3 separate regions of the Mus musculus genome follow, and all the other regions are linked to region 2. The links are chromatin contacts, called in public HiChIP or PLAC-seq maps. All regions are on one chromosome and are shown on one strand. The core of a region is the stretch at or near the end of the contact, and the rest is flanking DNA. Distances in the headings are between cores, read along the strand shown. Region 1 has its middle 60 kb from the start of Gm35154. Region 2 has its middle 83 kb from the start of 4930431F10Rik. Region 3 has its middle 24 kb from the start of Prdm1.

Region 1 (3,679 bases), core at 1,171-3,670, 280 kb before region 2:
CCCCCCCCACCCCCACCCCCCGCCCCCGAGAGTAAACAATCTGACAGCAGGACACTTTTTGTTTGTTTTTCTTTTTAATGCTTTTTGTTTCCCGTTGCCCAATGCCTGGAAATAAATACATTCATTTTTTAATGAAATTAGACAAAGGAGTAGCTTCAGTATATTCTATCACCTTGGAAGAAAAAATATTGAGTTGCCCTAAACCACAGTTTTATCAGCTGTAAAGGTCTGGTATCTTCTAGGTTACAGGGTGCTCAATAAGAGTTAAATAACATATAACACACTAGGCACACAGGAACATAATACATAGTACTTATAGTACTTGGTATTGGTATGTATGCAGGCCTGACTCATATTATGTATTTGATAAAGCTTTAAAATTTTAATAATGTATGGAAATATAGGTAATACCTTGCCTGCCTATCTTAGTCTTTTCTCTTTGTCTATTGCTGTACATAGCAGCTGGCTCAGATTTCCTTTGCTATTAGTATTTCTTTGTGCCCTGGAAGTGTGTCATGAGTACTACACACACTCATTACATCACATTATGTCTCCATCGACACTGAGAGGAAAAGTTTATTGAGCAGGTCTGAAAGCCTCCTTTTGCTTGGCCTGTATCCCTTGCCTTGGGATGATTCTTATTCCTTTCATGGAAGAAAAGGAAAGACAGAAGGAAGGAAAACCACAATTTGATTCCTTGACAGATTTCAGTTTTCCCTTTATAGCTCTGTTTAAAAGGAATATAAAATATTCATTATTTTTACTTTATGTATGTAAGTGCTTTACCTGAGTGTACTACATGTATGCCTCGTGCCCATGGAGGGCAGAAGACGGTATTGGATCTCTTAGAACTGGACTTACAGACAGTTGTGAGCTACCATATGGGTGCTGGGAATTGAACCTGTGACCTCTGGAAGAGCAATACATGCTGAGCCACTGCCCTACCCTACTTTCCTGTTGCTGGTTTCTTATCTGGGGTGAGTAGACATTTGTTCACATCTCCCCAGAAATAGTGTCACACCACAGTGAGAGAGGAGTAGGCTATCTCTTGAGCAGAAAAAGAGGGCCTGGGCAAGAACCTACTAGCTACTGAGACTGTCCCTGTGGTCTCTCTGTAAGACCTGCTATCACTGGACCAGACAAGGAAGACACACAGGCCAGGCTGGACGACAGGATCTGGAAACTTTTCCATTTTACAGTTTGACTCAAACAACAGAAATGAATTTTCTCTTTATTCTGGAGGCAGGAAGTTTAACACTTGAGGTTAACAGGTTTGCTTTCCCCTGAGGCCTCTCTCTCGTCTTGCAGATGGTGTCTTACTGCGTCTCATGTTTTTTCTCTCTCTAGTCCCCTTGTCTATTCAGGCGAGTAAGACCTAAGGCGAGGGGCTACAGGACTTGGAGTAGGAGGTGCTTAACTTCAACTTCCTTAAACTGGGCCAATCCTATCCAGATTCCCATCAGCCTTCTAGTCTGCTTCTTAGGCAAGGCTCATGCTGTGGTAGGCTTGCGTGTGGGAATGTGACAGGATTTATTTAGTTCAGGAACTTGGAAAGTCGCTCCCTCCCCAGTGTGCCTTTCCTTTTGCCTTGACACGCTTTCTCCTAGCTATGCTCTCTCGCCTGGTTTTACTCATTCTATGACACCCCACCTCTGCCTGAACCATGTAAGTAGGTCAGCAGTCCTAAGGAAGGGTCTGGTGCACTAGGTCACCTTCAGTTCTTGGTGTGACCTGGAGCTTAATTTCACCAAGCCGTGCTTACGGTAATCAGATAACACTAAAGGTATCATCTCACTGTCTAAGCCGCCCCCGGAGCCCCTTAATTTCACAAATTAAGAAGAAGAACAGCCAGGCCAAATAATTTACGCAGGGTCACACAGCAGCTAATAAATGGTAGACCTAAATATAGAATTAACATTTGAGGCCCAGGGCCCCAGACTTCTTTGGAAAGATGGAAATAGGCTCTGGATCCTGAAAGCTCAGGAGCTGAGAGTCAGAGACCGCATCTGAACCTTCTTCATGGCTTTCTCTGGGGGGTGTGGCCTCCCTCCAGCTCAACTGACCCAAAATAGGCATTTTAAACACCATCTCTCAGAGTCTCTGCTGATACCCAAACAACTTAGCGTCAACCACAGGGGCTTTGGGTTTCCCCAGCCTTGCTTGGCGGTCCGGGATCCCCTCTGAAGATCCCCACATCTCATCTATAAGGAAACTAGAAATCGGGAACTGCGGTTTTGGGAACCGAGAATCTCAAGAGCACTGGCCACAGACAGGCCTGTGGTGTGGGCTCCCTCAGCCCAGCTTCGAGGAGACTTATAGGTCGGTGTGGGATGAGCCTGCAGAACCCACGTGTGAGACACAGCTCCACACCAGGCTGGCATGGCTCAGGGACAGAGGTACCTGCATCTCCAGAACTTAGCCTGCAAACTAGGACTCCTGACTGCTCCCCCACCTCCTCCGCAGCAAGGAGCACTGGTCTGGCAGTCACCCTGACTTCTTGTCGCCACCACTTTTAAAAATGAGGAAGTTGAGTAGTAACCGGTTTTACTTTGTGGAATCACGAATTCTCAGGAACGGTTGGTTAGCTAACAGGGATCCTGAAAACGTAATTGCTCATCGAGTGGACTTCTAGGAAAATGTGAAGGTTAAAAAACTTGAAAATTCTGATGATTTTTTTTTTTTTTTTTTTTTTTTTTTTTTACCGTGATGAGTCAGTTAAACCCTTTGCTTGCCGCTGGCGGCTGCCCCTGCCCGTACAACAAAGGGACCAGTCAATGAAGGTTTCTTTGATGGTTCTGTTTGGAAACCCAAAGGCAAGCAGCCAGTGCTTTTCAGTCACAAATTAGAGTTTCAATTTGAGTTCACCTTAATTACCTTAAAAATGTAAACATTTGTCTCACACCGAAGTTGTTTCTCAAGCAACACCTTTAGATATGTTAATTCACTGATCCATTAAAACAAACACAAATCTCTTTTTTTCCTTATCAACTCACTCTTTTGCCTTTTTTTTTGTTTTGTTTTGTTTTTTAAAGAAGGGGTTGATTTTTTAAAATGAATTCTGAAGAAAATGTAATTAATATGTTTGGCAACACTGGTAAAATATAATAGATATAATAGTGCGATGGGGAGAAAGACAGAGTTTTAGTTCCCTTTCTTGCTCCATTACTCACTTACTTGATGTGGCCTCTGACAAGTCCCTTCAGTGTCCTGAGCCTCAGGCTCTCTCCATCTGTAACAAGGGGGATGACTTACCATCTCCATGCCTCCTGGGGGTGTTGTAAGGGTTAACGAGATATGTGATCACTGCTTTGATTCTAGGGTGAATGACCCTGTACAAATAAAGCATGATTATATATCAGATTCATCTTTGATTCATCCGAATAAGTGGGCCTCCCCTTATTAACTCTCTTCCTGTTAAAATTTCAAAATTGGACTGTCTGGTTTTTAAGTAGGCAGTGTGGTGGCATTCGATACTTGATACCCTTTGTGAAAGTCCTCCACAAGTTATATTACCCCATGAAGGGAGAGGTTCTGTTTGATTGCTTTTCTCATTGTGCTACCCAATGTCTCTATCTATTCAAGTTTAATCAACATTTTTTCTTTCCAGGGAATTACAAGAGTGCAGGGGTGCATGCCGAGCTGTATGGTGTAGCTCTAGCATGTTCTAGTTGAATTCCAT
Region 2 (3,398 bases), core at 265-2,764:
AGTGTAACAACACTTCTCATAACACAAACTACAAGAAAATGGAGTTATAGCAATCCTTTTAACCTGAAAGTGTGCTCCAGAAAACAGGTATCGTTGGCCAAAGCAGCTCAGTTCAAATCTCAAGAGCCCTAGATACGAGGAGCCAGAAATTCTTAGAAGGAACACAGTCTGTAGGACGCAGGGATTATACCAGCTAGAAAAGTGAATGAAAACTGATAGCTCCCTTGACTTCTGTTTGTCAAGGAGATTGTCACTGTTGACAGGGATGGCTGGCCCTGGGGAAAATGGGCAAGATAAAACTTGACAGAAACACTTGGGAGGAAATTTGACACTAGTAAAAACCACAGGTGTGAGTGAAACCACTCAGTAAAAGTTGGGTTGTTTTTCAGGGTCTGATGTTCTACGCAGTTCTAGTTCAAATTTAGAAGTTTGAGTGAACCATGTGGGGATGTTAAAACACAGAAGGCATTCCCCAGAGCCAGCAGAAGCATTGTACAATCACTACTCTCAGGGTACTCTCTAAGCTATTTAGGTTTGCTGAATGCACAAACAGCTCAGTGTTTTTAAGGGAAACACCCTGAAGCAGATAATAACTTGATCTCCGGGCACACTGAGCCCAGGGTTGTGTCCCAGAACCACTGTTTATTAGTTTGACTTCTCATAATTTCATTTTCTATGCCCCGGACTTCTAATTTTAATTGGAGATAATATTTCTATCTGATGGAAAGGATAATTGGAGAATCAAAGGAGACAATGAATGCGTTTAATGTTTGCTATGGTGCCTGGCACGTGGGAAGAGCTTCTTGAATCTTAGATATGGGTTTTATATTGATAGAATCATACAATAGCAACACTAATAAGAACAAACTTTTAAAGCCAAGCCAACATTTTTTTGACATAGGCTCTTACTAAGTAGCCCAGGCTAGCCTTGAAATCTTAAGGGCTGGGATTAAAGATTAGTTTCTTGAAATCTGCACCTGAACAAAGAAGAGATACTCTGATCTCCAAGAAAGATAAATGAAAATCTTCGTTTTTGTTTGTTTGTTTTTTCCTCCTCCCTCCCTCCATTCCTTTCCTTGTCACTCTTGGTTGTTCTCTGATAAGCTCCTTGTACCCTACACCTATGTTTCAGAGCCTGTAAGCAATCTTGAGTACCCTACTGCTGGCTTCTACTGGTCTCCACACTGCCCTTGCTTGAAAGGGATTTATTCACTATGTTCACAAGAGACATGGATCATGGTTCAGAGAGAAAGAGATTGAGAGAGGGAGAGAGAGAGGGAGAGAGAGGGAGAGAGAGAGAGGGAGGGAGAGAGAGAGAGAGAGAGAGAGAGAGAGAGGGAGAGAGAGAGAAAGCATATTGCTTTATTATTTTACAAGCAGGCTTACAATAGCACCCTCTATTTATAAGTAACATTAGGCTCTTTGTTTCTTGCTTACCTCCTTTAGCAGAGTAAGCAAGGCAAAGCAGGCCACTTTCTAGTAGATTGTGAGAAGATAGACAGCAGCATTAGCTTCACTGTGGGTTTGATGTGGAGAACAGAGTCAAAAGGAGATATTCTTGTGGGTTTCTATATGACTGAGAGGCAGCAAAGCTCTTGCTGTGGCAGCCGATTAAAACGAATGACATTCTGATCACCAAATGTTAATAGGTCCAAGTGGAAGTGTGGTGACCAAAGTTGAGTCATAACTTGAAAGGAAACCAGTCTTACCCATGTTTTTTTTTTTTTTTTTTTTTTGTTCTTTAGTGAAGACCCTTACTAAGCTCTTTGAAGACCATGGCTTTCTACAAAGGAGCAGCACAGCTACCGTTGGTCACAGCAAGTGGCTCTTCACACTCTTCAGTCTGAACAAGAACCAGTTATGAGAAGCTAGGGTTTTACTTACTTTTGGTGTGGTTAGCATTGGTGGGAAGGCAACTTACTGGTCTCTCCATTTATTAACATCATTGATCTTTGGGGTTTTCTATTGTTGGTCTGGCTAGCTTGGTTAAGGCTAACATCCTTTTGCCACGGAGAGTCTTGCAAAGTTCCTCCTCATCTGGCCTGTGGCTGAGCGAGGGGCTCTTCTGAGCCTCTTTGAAACCTATTTGGAACATTCCTAAACAGCAAAACTTAGACTGTTAAGTGATTTTTTTTTAGGGTACTTAATTATGGAGACCTCTGTCCTAATGCTTGAATTTGCATCTTTGTCCTCGATTTTTTTTCTTTAGGGGAACTCTAATATCTATTCCAGAATAGATATTCAACTTGGATTGATTATAATTGGGGAGGGATTGGATTTTATCTGGAACATGAAATAAACAATTCCTAACACTTCTTTATCAAAAACTACACAAAAGAGTGTTCATATTTTCATGTCAGAACAAACCTGTTACTCTAAAGTTTTGATATTATTTCTCAAAATTTTCATACCTGCTATTGTTCATATGTAAAGAAGCACCCAATGTTCTGTTTCAGTTAGTCTGCAGAGTGAAACAACATTTATAACACCCACTTTCATTGTTTATTAGAAAGTTAAAAGCCACAGTTCAGTGTAGGATGGGAAACAAGGAATTGTCTCTGAGTTCCTCTGTGGAGCTTCTGGCTTGTGCCCTCACAGCTCAGAAGCACTTCTCATCCTTCATATAGAGACTATTCTGTTTAGAAGTTGGTAAGTACACGTGTAGCTGCTTCTTTCCAGGAATACTTACTCCTTTCTTGCCACTCTCCAGACAGTAAGCTAATTTCTCAGAGTGAAACACAAGGAAACACCACCACTCAGTACACCCTGCATGCTTTCTACTGTGAGAAGGTATACCAGAAGCCAGCCTCCAGAGATCTGCTGAGCACAGTCTTTAAACGAGGTGACAGCTCATTGACCACTCTTTACATGGAACAAGATTTTCATTCCAATAGCTGAAATTTCTAAGAGCAACAAAACACAGCTAATATTCTCACTTTCCTATTTGAAGACACCTGCAATTCTCCATACACTTATGAGAAATCTGTGTGATAGAAGTTCACCTCTACAATTTACAAGAGGAAAAAAAGAAGTGGACTTTCTCATGACGTGAGCTTCCAAAATTATCATCTCATAACCAAGAAGAATACAGTCAATATAGAAGCTCATAGTAGTGGGGGAAACAGAGGCCCAACTGGCTATCTTTTGTCACCAAATGAAGCTTCTAGTACTGAGATTGGGTTACATCTAATTGAATTGTTGGCCAAAGGGATCCTATGGCACCCCCAAACAGCACAGGCTTTTGGCAAGACTATAGTCGGTTTTCCACAAACAGACAGCAAGTTCCCATGATGAAGACAATATCTACACAACTCATTGAACATGGAGAAGTTGACCTTGTACCTACATAAAGCCCTCACTGTTAAGTTTTAGCATCTTAGGTATAAGAAGGTACTATG
Region 3 (3,582 bases), core at 1,080-3,579, 340 kb before region 2:
CCGTGACTGCCATTAGATTACATTTCTATACTACAATACCAACCTCAGATCTTTTGACATATGTGACGTCAGAGATCTGATATATCATGGCTTGCTGCCTTTCCCCTTAAGGACTGAAGATCACTCTTGTCTTCTCTAGCTGCACTTCTTGTTATCTACAACATGATGGAGGCCCCTCTTTCCCTGTGTCTCCTTCTCAGCCATCAGCTGGACGTTTGACATCACACCAGGATGACACAGTGCCGCCTCCTACCCCAGCTCCCTTCCAGCACATTTTTTCTTCCCAAGAACACTTCTTACTTGATGCCAAATATTCCTGAAACCACACTAGGTCTTCCAACCCAATGATCAACTGCTTTTCTCCCCAGTTCACAGGTTGAAGTCCTGTTTCCCAATGTGACTTTATTAGGAGGGAATGAGAATACAGCCCCCTGAGGTATAAGCTGACTCCTACAAGGGACAATAGAGAGCTTCCTTACTCCCTTTCTGCCATGAGAATTAGTCTAGCACATGACAGGAGGCAGTCCTCACCAGAGCACAAACTATGCTCCATGGACCTTGGACCTCCTCGCTCGCGCGCAGCTCTGGGACAGACATCTCTGTCACGTGCTGCACTCTTGGAGAAGTTCCAACAGACTTGAAGGCTCTTCAGAGAATCACATGAGGCATGAAAAGAGCTTGTGGCAAATCTTGACAGAGGGTGGTATATACTTGGAAGGAGGTTGCCACAGAGAGAAGACTCACAAAGAGCTCCAAACCTAACCCTGTACAACTACAAGCTCCCTCCTGCCCAGGTAGGAGCATTAAAAAAGAGGGCAACTGTAAGTAATTTACATTAAGTTCTGCCCACTTTGAACAAAGCATGGAGAATATAACTTTCAGTCTATATCTATCCTAATTTTGTCTTCCCTACATCTGTACAACAAAAAGCAGGCCCACTCCTTAAGCCTCAAGGCTTCTTTTCTTAGAGTAAGGATGTAGGAATAAAAACTGATTTTTATTGGGTTCAATGCCAGCTCCAAAATCCCCAGCCAAAGAGACGAACAGTATTACACAGAGGAAGGACTAAATGGTTACTATGCCCATGTTAACTTCAAAAGATGAGTTACAGCTCTGCTAGAAATTTTGTCATTGTGAATAATTTAAAATGACTCACATGGTTTCCTTTCGACATTCTCTGCATTGATATCTGAAAAGTAAGTTATTAAAAAGAAAAAAAAATCAATGTTGTGCAGGAAGCCACTATATTTCCTTTCAAATTCAGGAGCTTGAACACTCAGACACAGAGTTAGTCAGACAGACACAGACACACACACACACACCTGCCTACTGATTTATATTTCATTTACTATGTATCCCAAGTCAACAATTGCGGTGAAAAATCAATTCCACTGCTTCCTGTCAGGGTTACAAGAACAGCCCTTCCATGAACATAGTTGGCAGGTGTATGAGACAAAAAGCATTCCTCTTCCTCTTCTTCTTCTTCTTCTTCTTCTTCTTCTTCTTCTTCTTCTTCTTCTTCTTCTTCTTCTTCTTCTTCTTTCTTCTTCTCCTTCTTCTTCTTCGTACCAACACAACATGAACGACAGCGTTTGGCCATGCTCTTTTCTCTAACTCAGTCATAAAAATTCTTGAGGTTCTTAACCTTACTGGAAAAGAAAACCTCAGATGACTATAAAGTAAATACACAGCATATTCCCAATATCATGGCCATCTTCAAGCAATTTCTCACACTTAGAATGCATTTATTTTTATATGAAGCAGATGCATGTCTTTGGGGCAAACCATGCCTTTTATTCTTATGTTGTGAAAGTCCCTTCTAATTAAAACAGGAAATACAAATTTCCTTGTCTAGTTCTAAGGATAAATCCCACTTAGCACGAGCAGCTGTCTGCAATTTCGGATGAACACTTTCTGGCTATTCTGAATGGACACTGCTGAATTCCTCTTTGGAGCACTTTGTATCCACATCCATTGTCCCAGGCGGCCCTTGCATACCTCCGGATCCTTCTCAAACAGAAGCCAAGCTGTAGCTTTCAAAACTGGAACTACAGAGTAGAGGTAGACTATGTTTCGGAGGAGGTTGTGGTAAGTTAAAAAACAAAACAAAAAACCCCGCTAAACTGTAAAATGAGGAGTCACTTAAGGAAGGCTTGGGGTTGAATGCGGGAGAGAATGACCACGCACTTCTTTTAAACACAGTTCTTCTGTAAAAGCTTTGTATTGCAGCTCAAATTGCAATTAGGAAGAATCTGGTCCCACCCTTCTAATTAAAAAGCACAAGTAGTTCCTTTACTGACCACAACAAAGGGCAGGCAGACACACACCCACTTCCTCCGGGGGAGCTTCTCTGGTTGGAGCTTCCAGGCGGCTTGTGTGTGGCTGATCAACAGGCTACAAGGTCTATCGAAATGCTACCCACTGCAGTGGGGTTTACGCTATTGTAAAAGCTAGATTAATATTATTACTAATTGCATAGGAATAGCCAGCTAGGAGCTGGGGAATGGGACTCAGTGCTAGTGTGCTTGCTTGCTTGGCATTCATGGGGCCCTGAGCTCCACCCCTACTGCCCCTTCCCCCAAAAGAAAGATGGCCGCTTAGCTTAGTTTACTTGCCCAGGAGAGACAAGAAGTGGCTACAACCAGAAGGCCAGCACAGCTCCTTTTAGAGAAGGATTCTGTATGCTCGAGTTCGTCTTGTGCCCACATCTATGTACCCTTCCGATTCCCAGCTGTGGCCTCCCACATGAAGCCTGGAGTAGGAGGCCCCGTATCCCAGGTCTGTGTGGTTAACAGAGGCTTGTGTTTCAATAGTGGAGTGAAACTACTTTCATAGATTCATCTGTAAGGAATTAGGAGACGAGAATTTCTAAGTTGAAAGTGTTCTCTTTTAACCTTAAATACCTCCAATTCTACTATCTGAAGCAATGTTTTTTTTTTTTGTTTTTTTGTTTTTTAAAACTGAAATGTTCCTATGAGCTCTCAATGCTTTTATTTGAACTCTGCAGCAAGGGTCTCATTACTTAGATTCAGGTTTACTGAAACTGACAGTGATACATTGAAACAACAGCAAGGCTTAAGGCTGATTCGAGTCTCAAAATCCAGTTAAGGGCCAGGACTTATAACCAGGAGTCTCCACAAATGCAGCAAGAAAGTTAATAAACACTACCTTTTTTTTTTTTTTCAACTGCAGCAATAAATTGTTCAGTTGGTGAAACGTCTTCAAGTTCTTCTCAAAATACCTTGGGAACTGTTTAATTAGCAAACTCTTACAACACTCAACAAATAGAAATTGGCAAGTTAAGGAGACACAAGGTCCCTCAAGCATTAACTGTGCTGATAATCTAATCCAAAGGCTTTTCAAAGGGACACGTAGTTCATTCTTCTTTCCCCGCCCCGGCCCAAGGTGGGGACACTCAAAGGAAAATCATTTTCCCTTAAAGTGTTCCAACAGTAAATAAAATATAAGAGGAGTTTCGATGATAGTTATAACCATGTATCAGGCTTCACTGCGATTAATATTATGTTTCCTGTGCACATACTGTAGGACTCGCATGGGCCCTCCCTAAGCAATGGCTGCATT

Evidence for each region. HiChIP or PLAC-seq counts read pairs in DNA pulled down with a chosen protein or histone mark.
Region 1: a BATF HiChIP or PLAC-seq map of CD8 T cells shows a contact between it and region 2, with 20 read pairs. The contact joins two enhancer-like sites. A contact is called at or near these places in 4 of 39 promoter capture datasets (the 3T3-L1 cell line, the C10 cell line, liver and 1 more), 2 of 484 Hi-C or Micro-C datasets (B cells and natural killer cells), 2 of 115 datasets of contacts at active chromatin or transcription factors (CD8 T cells and effector CD8 T cells) and 1 of 9 other capture datasets (adipose tissue).
Region 3: a contact with region 2 is called in a BATF HiChIP or PLAC-seq map of CD8 T cells, with 10 read pairs. The contact joins two enhancer-like sites. A contact is called at or near these places in 2 of 484 Hi-C or Micro-C datasets (Th1 cells and bone marrow-derived macrophages) and 2 of 115 datasets of contacts at active chromatin or transcription factors (CD8 T cells and effector CD8 T cells).

Annotation. Positions count from the first base shown.
Region 1 is chr10:44,536,786-44,540,464 of GRCm38.p6, forward strand. No RefSeq gene overlaps it. Among named protein-coding and RNA genes, the nearest start is that of Gm35154, 60 kb to the right of the region's middle. Within about 2 kb of position 2,421, at least 71 of the 459 cell types and tissues checked have an H3K27ac peak or open chromatin away from gene starts, as enhancers often do. A contact at or near this core is called in CD8 T cells, where this site is marked.
Region 2 is chr10:44,820,242-44,823,639 of GRCm38.p6, forward strand. No RefSeq gene overlaps it. Among named protein-coding and RNA genes, the nearest start is that of 4930431F10Rik, 83 kb to the left of the region's middle. Within about 2 kb of position 1,515, at least 13 of the 459 cell types and tissues checked have an H3K27ac peak or open chromatin away from gene starts, as enhancers often do. A contact at or near this core is called in CD8 T cells and effector CD8 T cells, where this site is marked.
Region 3 is chr10:44,480,987-44,484,568 of GRCm38.p6, forward strand. It overlaps a transcript of Prdm1 not described here. Among named protein-coding and RNA genes, the nearest start is that of Prdm1, 24 kb to the left of the region's middle. Within about 2 kb of position 2,330, at least 35 of the 459 cell types and tissues checked have an H3K27ac peak or open chromatin away from gene starts, as enhancers often do. A contact at or near this core is called in CD8 T cells and effector CD8 T cells, where this site is marked.